Regions from separate parts of the Pan troglodytes genome. Here region 2 is linked to region 1. A link is a contact called in public Hi-C data. All regions are on one chromosome and are shown on one strand. Each heading gives the region's core, a stretch centred on a gene start, on an enhancer-like site or on the middle of the called end of the contact. The rest is flanking DNA. Distances are from core to core; before and after follow the strand shown. Region 1 overlaps ADCY9 (adenylate cyclase 9). Region 2 holds the start of ADCY9 (adenylate cyclase 9).

Region 1 (4,346 bases), core at 550-3,049:
AAAAATGTCAAGGTCGTGAAAGGCAGAGACGAAGGAACAGCCCCAGATTGAAGGAGACTCGAGAGCCATTGACACGGACGGCGCCTGTGGTCCTGGGCGGGCTCCGGGGCCTCTGCATTTGGTGGCACGGCGTGATAGTGCCCACGTCCTGATTTGGGCAGGTCGGTGCAGGCTATCCGGGAGGGCGTTCTTGTTTTTAGGAAACCCACACAGGAGAATCTAGAGGCACTCTCTGCAGTCTATTCTCAAATTATTCCGGAAAAAAGGGATGTGTGTATGTGGAGAGACAGACAGACAAACATGTCGGAATGTTAATTCAGGGAATCTGGGTGAAGAGTATTTGGGAATTCTTTATACTGTTTGGGAGCATCTCTGTAAATTTAAACTTACTTCAAAATTAGAATATAACGCCAACAAAACCCCCTCTATCACTCACTCCGCATTCCTAGATAACAACTAGTGTGGAATTCTGTTCTTTGAATCACTAGATATCAACTAGCGTGTAACTCTGTTGTTTGAAGCCACCTGGTTTGAGGTACTTTGGTACAGTAGCCCTAGGAAATAAATATGCTACTCAAAGAATATTGAATGTGGCTTTTTCTACAATACTAAAATCTGACTTACCATGTTAACTTAGTAAGGCAAACTGCTGGGGCGGGGTCCCGTTTCAGCCGAACGCATCTGACAATGCCTTAAGTCACACATTGCATAATCACAAGTTGCTTCTTGACATGAGCGGCTCTTCAAGTGCACGGGGAACAACAGATTCTTTGTCAGGGACTCACAAGAGTCACATGCTGTTATTCTTTTTTCCTTAAGAGACAAACTGATTTTTTAATCACTGAGAGCCTATTACATGCGTGGCATAGTTTTAAGATGTTTTGACATGTGACACGTAAACGACAGTAAACATGTCTTGGAAGAGGGGCTAAGATGTGGGACGAACGTGATTATTCAATGGGCATGCACTTCCGGCCACGCATCACACGCACATACACCAGCGGGGTTATCCATAACTCTACCATTTCAAGTGAGCCGCAAGAGACTAAATCGCAGTGAAGTGGGCCGTCAGGCAATGATTACTAAATAAGCATGGGAAACATCTAAGATTAACAGTGAAGAGAGAAGATGCGTTTGGAATGGAATCCTGGAGACAGTTAAGTTACTAGGTGCTTTCACAGTCGTTTTTTCAAATTCAGTCGCTGAGACATAAAATAATATTGATCTTTGAGAAGAGCTCTCGACGGAAACAGCAGTTGGCAGTGTCCCCAGAGCACTTGCCCTTCCTCTGGAGCGCTTCACGTGCGAGCCCGCCATCTATTTATAACAGTTGGGCACTTGTCGCCACAATGGCTGATTGTGTGGCCCAGCTGTCTGTGTCTATCAAGAAGGGCAGGAGTGGACAGCCTGCACTTTGATGTTTCCCTTTTTTGGAGACTGAAAATAACATTTTTTAAAAACTGCCAACCGGCAAGGTCACAAAATATTTTTGGATGGCACGGGGACCGATTGCAAAGCTGTGGTTCACATCAGATGCGGAGGCCTGGGACGCAGCCAGTGAGCCCCATTGCACAATATCCTGCTTATGCCAACTTCAAAAGTTATTTGCCTCGGAGAGCTCCCAGACGACTCTTTCTCGGTAATAAAACACAGCATTTTAGAAATTTGCAAGGGTCTTCCGGATAGGGCATTACCCAGAGGAGCAAGGATTTCCCTGGCCACTCTGGTTACAGTTGCAACCAGCAGCCCCAGGCCTCTTGCCACCCTTGCCCCGCCCCACCCCACATCCCTCACCCCCACTCCACAAACTCCTGCCCTTCCCTGATGAGCTCTCAAGCACTTACCAGCGACACGCTACATATTTTTCTAATGCATGTGTCAATTTCTTGACTCACCCATTCTATTACAGATGGCTCATGAAAGTAGGATTAGCGTCTGTTTTGTTCACTGATGCAACCACAGAGCCGAGAATAGTGCCTGGCTCACAATATTTACTGAGTGCATACTTGTGGAATTAATTAATTTAAATAGCAGAGACAATGGGATCAGGAAACACATGGAAATACCGATGACCAGCATTAGATGTCAGCGTTCTGTCGCCCTTCCCCCCGCCCCCGACGAAGATCCCAGCTTTGTTTACATATTTGTGGTGCACAAAAATAGAAATGGACTAAACAAAATTCCCGATTTTCCCAAAGTGTGGTGGATTGCAGAAACCAAGACTTCGCAGGGCTTGGTTCTGAAATGATTTTCACTCAAACCATCTTCCTGAAACTCTTCCTATTACTCTGTGCCCATTTCGCAAACCTTCTTGCTGGAGGTATTAGATACGGGAAGCACCTGTACTAATCAACAAGTATGGCTCTGATTAAATGGATTTTTTTCTTTTTTTTTTTTTTGAGATGGACCCTCGCTCTGTCACCCAGGCTGGAGTGCAGTGGCACAATCTCGGCTCACTGCAAGCTCCGCCTCCCGGGTTCAAGCAATTCTCCTGCTTCAGCCTCCCGAGTAGCTGGGACTACAGGTGCCCGCCACCATGCCCAGCTAATTTTGTATTGTTAGTAGAGACGGGTTTCACTGTGTTAGCCAGGACGGTCTAAATCTCCTGACCTCGTGATCCACCTGCCTCGACCTCCCAAAGTGCTGGGATTACAGGTGTGAGCCACTGTGCCCAGCCGAAATGGATATTTTGAAAATCATCAAGTTATACAAAAGAATCCCACATGCTGTACAACACCACTCGAGATTTTAGGGTTTCTGCGGGTTTTACATCAGTAGATCATGAAACCCTGACTCTTTAATTATTATGTAAATGAAATTCAACAACACACTCACACCTCAAAAACTCTGGAAGTTCAGAAAGAGGCAGAGAGCAGGGCCCCCGCGGAAGGGGAGGCACACAAGGCAGACACAGGCAGAGGAGGCGCGAGTACAGGCCCCAGCACTGTGGTAGCCAACGGCAGAGCCATTCTTCCACACCGGGAAGGGCCCCCAGGCCTCAGGAAGCCAGCTCTATTCAGCAGATTTCACAAGTGAAAAAGCCTTTTTAGATGTCTTTTGGGGTCAGGCATGGTGGCTTACACCTGTAATCCCAATACTTTGGGAGGCTGAGGCGAGCAGATCACTTGAGGTCAGGAGTTCAAGACCAACCTGGCCAACATGGTGAAACCCTGTCTCTACTAAACATACAAAAAATTAGCTGGGCATAGTGGCACACACCTATAATCCCAGCTACTCGGGAGGCTGAGACAGGAGAATTGCTTGAACCCAGGAGGTAGAGGTTGCAGTGAGTCAAGATCGGGCCACTGTACTCCAGCCTGGGCAGCAGAGCAAGACTCTGTCTCAAAAAGGAAAAAAAAAAAAGGCCAGACGCGGTGGCTTACGCCTACAATCCCAGCACTTTGGGGAGGCCGGGGTGGGGGGATCACGAGGTCAGGAGATCGAGACCATCCCGGCTAACACGGTGAAACCCCGTCTCTACTAAAAATACAAAAAAATTAGCCAGGCGTGGCGCCGGGCGCCTGTAGTCCCAGCTACTCGGGAGGCTGAGGCAGGAGAACGGCATGAACCCAGAAGGCAGAGCTTGCAGTGAGCCGAGATGGTGCCACTGCACTCCAGCGTGGGCGACAGAGCGAGGATCCGTTTCAAAAAAAAAAAAAGATACCTTTTGGGAACAATTCCCCAGCAGAACAAAGGTGCCACTTCTAAGTATGAGGAATTCCTTATCAAAGATGCCTGAGCCTGCAAGACAGCTCCCACAAGTACAAGCGCTGCAACGACTGGGTGACTGCGCGTCTCTGGCAAGCGGTTTTGAAGCCACTTCCTTAGCTCCCATAGACAGGCAGTGCTGGAAACACACATGCAGGGAGCTCCCAGCCAGTGTTGTGCGATACAGAACCCGAAAGCTGCGCCCTCCCCGCAAGGAGGTTGTCTTCAGAAAATTCTGTGACATCAGGATTCTTCAATAATCTCTTCAACATCAGCTCTCAACATATTTATAGAAGATTTCCAGGCCCAGCAGTTTTCCTACCTGTGCAAAATGCTGTGGCTTCAAAGTAATGTTTTGTTGTGTTTTGTTTTGTTTTTGAGACGAGTCTCACTCTGTCGTCCAGGCTGGAGTGCAGTGATGCAATCTCAGCTCACTGCAACCTCCGCTCCCGGGCTCCAGCGATTCTCCTGCCTCAGCCTCCCAAGTAGCTGAGACTATAGGCGTGCACCACCACACTCAGGTAATTTTTGTATTTTTAGTAGAGACGGTGTTTCACCATGTTGTCCAGGCTGGTCTCAAAATGCTGACCTCAAGTGATCCACCCACCTCGGCCTCCCAAAGTGCTGGGATTACAGCC
Region 2 (4,346 bases), core at 876-3,375, 62 kb after region 1:
AATACAATCAGGATCAGGGAGGGGGGATGCCGAGGTAAAGCAGTGCACATACCTTTCAACTGGTCAGCAACCACGCTCTGGCCCAGCCGTTCAATAACTTTCCCATCTTCCATTTCGTACCGGTCATCTAAGTATTTTGCGGTGGCCTCAGAAATGTGAACTTTGCCGGCCACTCCCAGCTGCTCCATGAGATTGGCCAGGTTCACATCGTTGGACCACACGTCAAATTTAAACCTCCTCATGCCCAGGATGCCGCAAAGGACGGTGCCCGTGTGCACCCCGACTCTCATGTTCACCATCTCCTTCTTCTCCTGGCAGAACTGCTCGATGGCCTTGATCATGCCCAGGCCCATCTCGATGCAGCAGTAGGCATGGTCGGCCCGGGGCTCGGGACAGCCAGCCACGCAGTAGTAACAGTCTCCCAGAGTGCTGATTTTCTCACACTTGGTCTCCTCACACAGGCGGTCGAAGCGACCGAACAGATCGTTCAGGAGACCCACCAGGGCGTGGGCAGACTTGTTGGCACTCATCTTGGTGAAGCCCACGATATCTGCAAATAAAATACTGACTTCTTCGATCTGCTGCATCTTAAAAGGGCGGAAGGCTATAGGAGCTTTTTGGATGGAAGACTTTTTCTTCCTGTTCTTGGGGCTCGAGGTGGCATGCCTCTTGACAGAATTCTCACTCTCCTCATCTCCCTGCTTCATTAAGTCATCGGCTATGATTCTTGGCATCACGGAATGAATCATCCTCTCTTTGAGGGCTTTTTCCACTTCCAGGTCCTTCCCGTGCATAATGGATTGCCCCACCTTGAGGAAGGTGCTCCTGGACCTCACCTGGGACATGACGAACAGGTGGACCCCGATGGCGTGGATGCAGCCGTGGAGCAGCGCCCTGCTCAGCAGCTCCCAGTGCAGGGCCCCGGCTCCGGGCGAGGGGAAGCAGGCTTCATCCCGGAAATGGTAGCCAAAGGTCTCGAAAAGGACAGAGTAGGCCACCCCCAGACACAAGCTCAGGTACAAAGGTAAGTGCATGACGGTATAGAGCAAAAAGAGCACTTCGATGCACATGGAGAAGCTCCCCACTTGAGATAAGCAAGTATCTGTGGGCCGGGCTGTGGCCGTAAGGTTGGAGCTGTCGCCGCGTCCTGAGACAGGCGTCAAGACCTGGAACTGCGCAGCCAGGGTCAGGGCGAACACCAGCAGGGTGAGAGCCAGCGAGGTCCACGCGTAATGCCGGGCGTACAGCTTGGTGAAGGTAAACAGAAAGAAGCCCACACACACCAGGAGGAAGCACAGCGCGGGGGCGACCATGACGATCAGTCTGGATCTCATGTGGACCGCAAAATAGATGCTCCACAGAAGGCAGGCGAAGCCGATGTAGAAGAGCGCATATCGGAACCGGCGCTGGGTCTGCGGGAAGCAGCGCTCCAGGCAGGCCTCCTCCAGGTTCACCGAGTCGAACTTGGGGTCCCACCAGCGGCTGGAGGCCCTCTCGAACAGCTGGGGCAGCTTCTTCTGCCTGCGCAGCCGGCCTCCGCCGCCCACTCGCCGGGGGACGCCCCCGGAGTCCCCAGAGCTGCTGCAGCTAGAGGAGATGCTGTATTTGCAGTGCTTGGGGTGGCTGTTGGAGGACAGCTGCTTGGGGTTGATCTTGACGCGCACGCTGTTGCTGTCCCCGCTGGAGTCGCAGCTCACCTCGGTGCTGTGGTGATGCAGCAGCTGCTGGTGGGGCGGGGAAGCCATGTTGTCGAGTCCCGGGGCCTGCCCCGGCCGGGGTCACCAGTACCTGCCAGCAAAACGGGGAGAGTTAGCGGCGCTCCCACCTAGGCACGCACGCCTAGAGGCCCGGGACCTGCTCCTGTCCTAAGGGGCGGCTCCAGCACGCGACCTGGACAGGCACCATCTGTTCCTGTGGTTCCCGGCTCAGCGGTGCTCCCACCGCCCCCACCGCCCCCACCTTCGAGGCGCACGAGAACCGCTCGGGACGGACCTAGAACGCCCGGGGGTCCCCGCCGCGTGGCCGCGTGGCTCCGGGACCGCTTTGCTCGCTCGCCTTCCGCGCCTCTCGCCCCGAGGGTGGCCTCCGCGCCGCGCGGCTTCTCCTCCTCGCGCGCTCGCCTCCTCCAGCTGCGGCTCCGGAGGGAAGTTCAGACCTTGAGCGCTCCCAGCCCCGCGAGCCGCCTGCGCACAAACAACTCCGCTGGCGGCGCGGAGCCCTCCATCCTGCAGGAGCCGCGCTCCGATGCGTCAAAGGCGGCGCGCGGCCGGCCCCGGCCCCGACCCCGACCCCGACCCGGAGCAGCGAGCTTCGGCGGGCGCCCCCGGCCCGCGCTCCCCGGCCGCCCCCCGCGCTCCGGGCCGGCCCTGCCCGCGGCGGCGGGCGCTGGGGGTGGGGGCGCCCCGGGCTGCGAGTGCGGAGCCCGTCGGCGCGGCCCGTCTAGCGGGGCCTGCTTCCCCCCGAGTGCGCCGCCGCTCCCGCCGCGGCCGCAGCTGTCCCGGGACCGAGCGCGTGGAACCACGGACGCGGGCCCCTCACCGGGCGGCGGTGCAGACGCTGCCGCAGAGCCGGGCTCCCGCGACGCCGGCCGGGACGCCCGCCCGCCCGCGCCCACGCCGGGGGCCGCCTCCCCGAGCTAGAGATGCGGCCGCCGCCGCGCCCGCCGCCGTGTCCCCCGCGGCCGCTGCCTCATGTCGGAAGAGCTGCCGCCGCCACCATCTCCGGCCCCCGCCCCGCCCGCTGTCACTGACAGACGCGCGCCCGCGCCGCCCCTCGCCCAGCCGCAGCGCGCACGCGCGGCCCGCGCACGCCGCCGCCGCCTCCTGGCCCCGGACACGCGCACGGGCCGCGCGCCGCCCCGCCTTGGTGCGCGCGCTAGGCTGGGGCTGGGGCTGCGGGGCGGGGCGGGGCGGGGCGCGCACTCGGCTCCGCCCTCCGCCCCGGGCGGCGCCGCTTCTAGGCGGCGGGCTGTGGCCACTGTCCGCGCTCCGGGCGCTGTGGGCCCGGCCTCTCTCGGCGCCCCAGAGGCCGCGCGCCGCCCGGGGTCCCGACCCTGCGGAGAGACCTGAAGGCGCCTGCCGTGGAAGGAGCCGCTGGCCGCAACGTTTGAGAAATCAAAATGTTGCCTTCCCACTCGGCACGCCTTTGGGATAAATCGAAGTTTCCAACCGTTGGATTTCCCTCCCGGGAGGCTCCCCTTGCTCTGTAAGCAATGAATGCGGGCCCCGGGGCACTCGGCCTGCCCTGGACCTGCTCACGGGGCGACCTTCGCGGGCCAAACCTCCAAAGCTGGGCCCACCGACGACCACGTTCCCCCGCCCCAGGGGTAGTTTACCTTGCTGTCCTTGAGCCCTTCTCATCCTCCTCATGAACTATTGCTTTTCCTTTTACACAAATGAGACTTTCAAAGGAGTCCGCGTCCTATAATGGCAGTTGTGCATTGGCCTCCATAAACATTGCCACGTGTAAATAAAATCCTATTCTCTCTAGCATGCAGATCCCGACCCCTTCTCCCCACACTCCACAGTGCCTCCTGCCAGTCACGGGGCTCTCTTCCATCCCCTCCCTCGCCTCCCAGGCCCAGCGCCCCTGTTGAATTAGAAAATAAAAGTAAAATGTGATCTGTCCATGCAATGGAATATTACTCGGCTACAAAAAGGAATGGAGCACCGATGCATGCTGCAGTGTGGAGGAACCCGGGAAACGTTATGCTAGTGAAAGAAGCTAAACACAAAAGGCCACATAGCGTATGATTCCATCCAGATGAAATGTCTCGAATTGGCAAATCCGTAGAGGCGACACAGATTGGAGGTTGCCAGGTGCTAGGGGAGGAAGATAAGCAGCTTGGGGTTTCGTTTTAGGATGATGAAAAAGTCTAGAAATGATCCAACAGGATGAATCTACATACTGCCCTTGAATCATACACTTTAAAGTGGTTTAGGCCGGGAGCGGTGGCTCACGCCTGTAATCCCAGCACTTTGGGAGGCCGAGGTGGGCGGATCACCTGAGGTCGGGAGTTCGAGACCAGCCTGACCAACACGGAGAAACCCCATCTCTACTAAAAATACAAAAATTAGCCGGACGTGGTGGCACATGCCTGTAATCCCAGCTACTCGAGAGGCCGAGGCAGGAGAATTGCTTGAACCCAGGAGGCGGAGGTTGTGGTGAGCTGAGTTCGCACCATTGCACTCCAGCCTGGGCAACAAGAGTGAAACTCCATCTCAAAAAATAATAATAAAATAAAATAAAGTGGTTTAAATGGTAAATGTTATGTTGAGTGTATTTTACCACAATAAAGGAGGAGAAAACTAAAAGTAACATATTGTGGTGGTATTCCTGCAGAAGTG

Evidence for each region. Hi-C and Micro-C count contacts between places; a contact is called where the count stands out from the background.
Region 2: a Hi-C map of stem cell-derived neural progenitor cells shows a contact between it and region 1, with 2.5 times the contacts expected there. The contact joins the promoter of ADCY9 here to the enhancer-like site in region 1. A contact is called at or near these places in 1 of 7 Hi-C or Micro-C datasets (stem cell-derived neural progenitor cells) and 1 of 1 other capture datasets (stem cell-derived neural stem cells).

Annotation. Positions count from the first base shown.
Region 1 is chr18:6,698,757-6,703,102 of NHGRI_mPanTro3-v2.0_pri, forward strand. All of the region lies in intron 2 of ADCY9 (adenylate cyclase 9), which reads right to left. Among named protein-coding and RNA genes, the nearest start is that of ADCY9, 61 kb to the right of the region's middle. Within about 2 kb of position 1,800, at least 7 of the 24 cell types and tissues checked have an H3K27ac peak or open chromatin away from gene starts, as enhancers often do. A contact at or near this core is called in stem cell-derived neural progenitor cells and stem cell-derived neural stem cells, where this site is marked.
Region 2 is chr18:6,760,250-6,764,595 of NHGRI_mPanTro3-v2.0_pri, forward strand. It overlaps ADCY9 (adenylate cyclase 9), which reads right to left and starts at 2,126. Exons shown (of 11, transcript XM_016929306.4): 1 at 1,993-2,126; 2 at 53-1,788. The coding sequence starts at 1,745.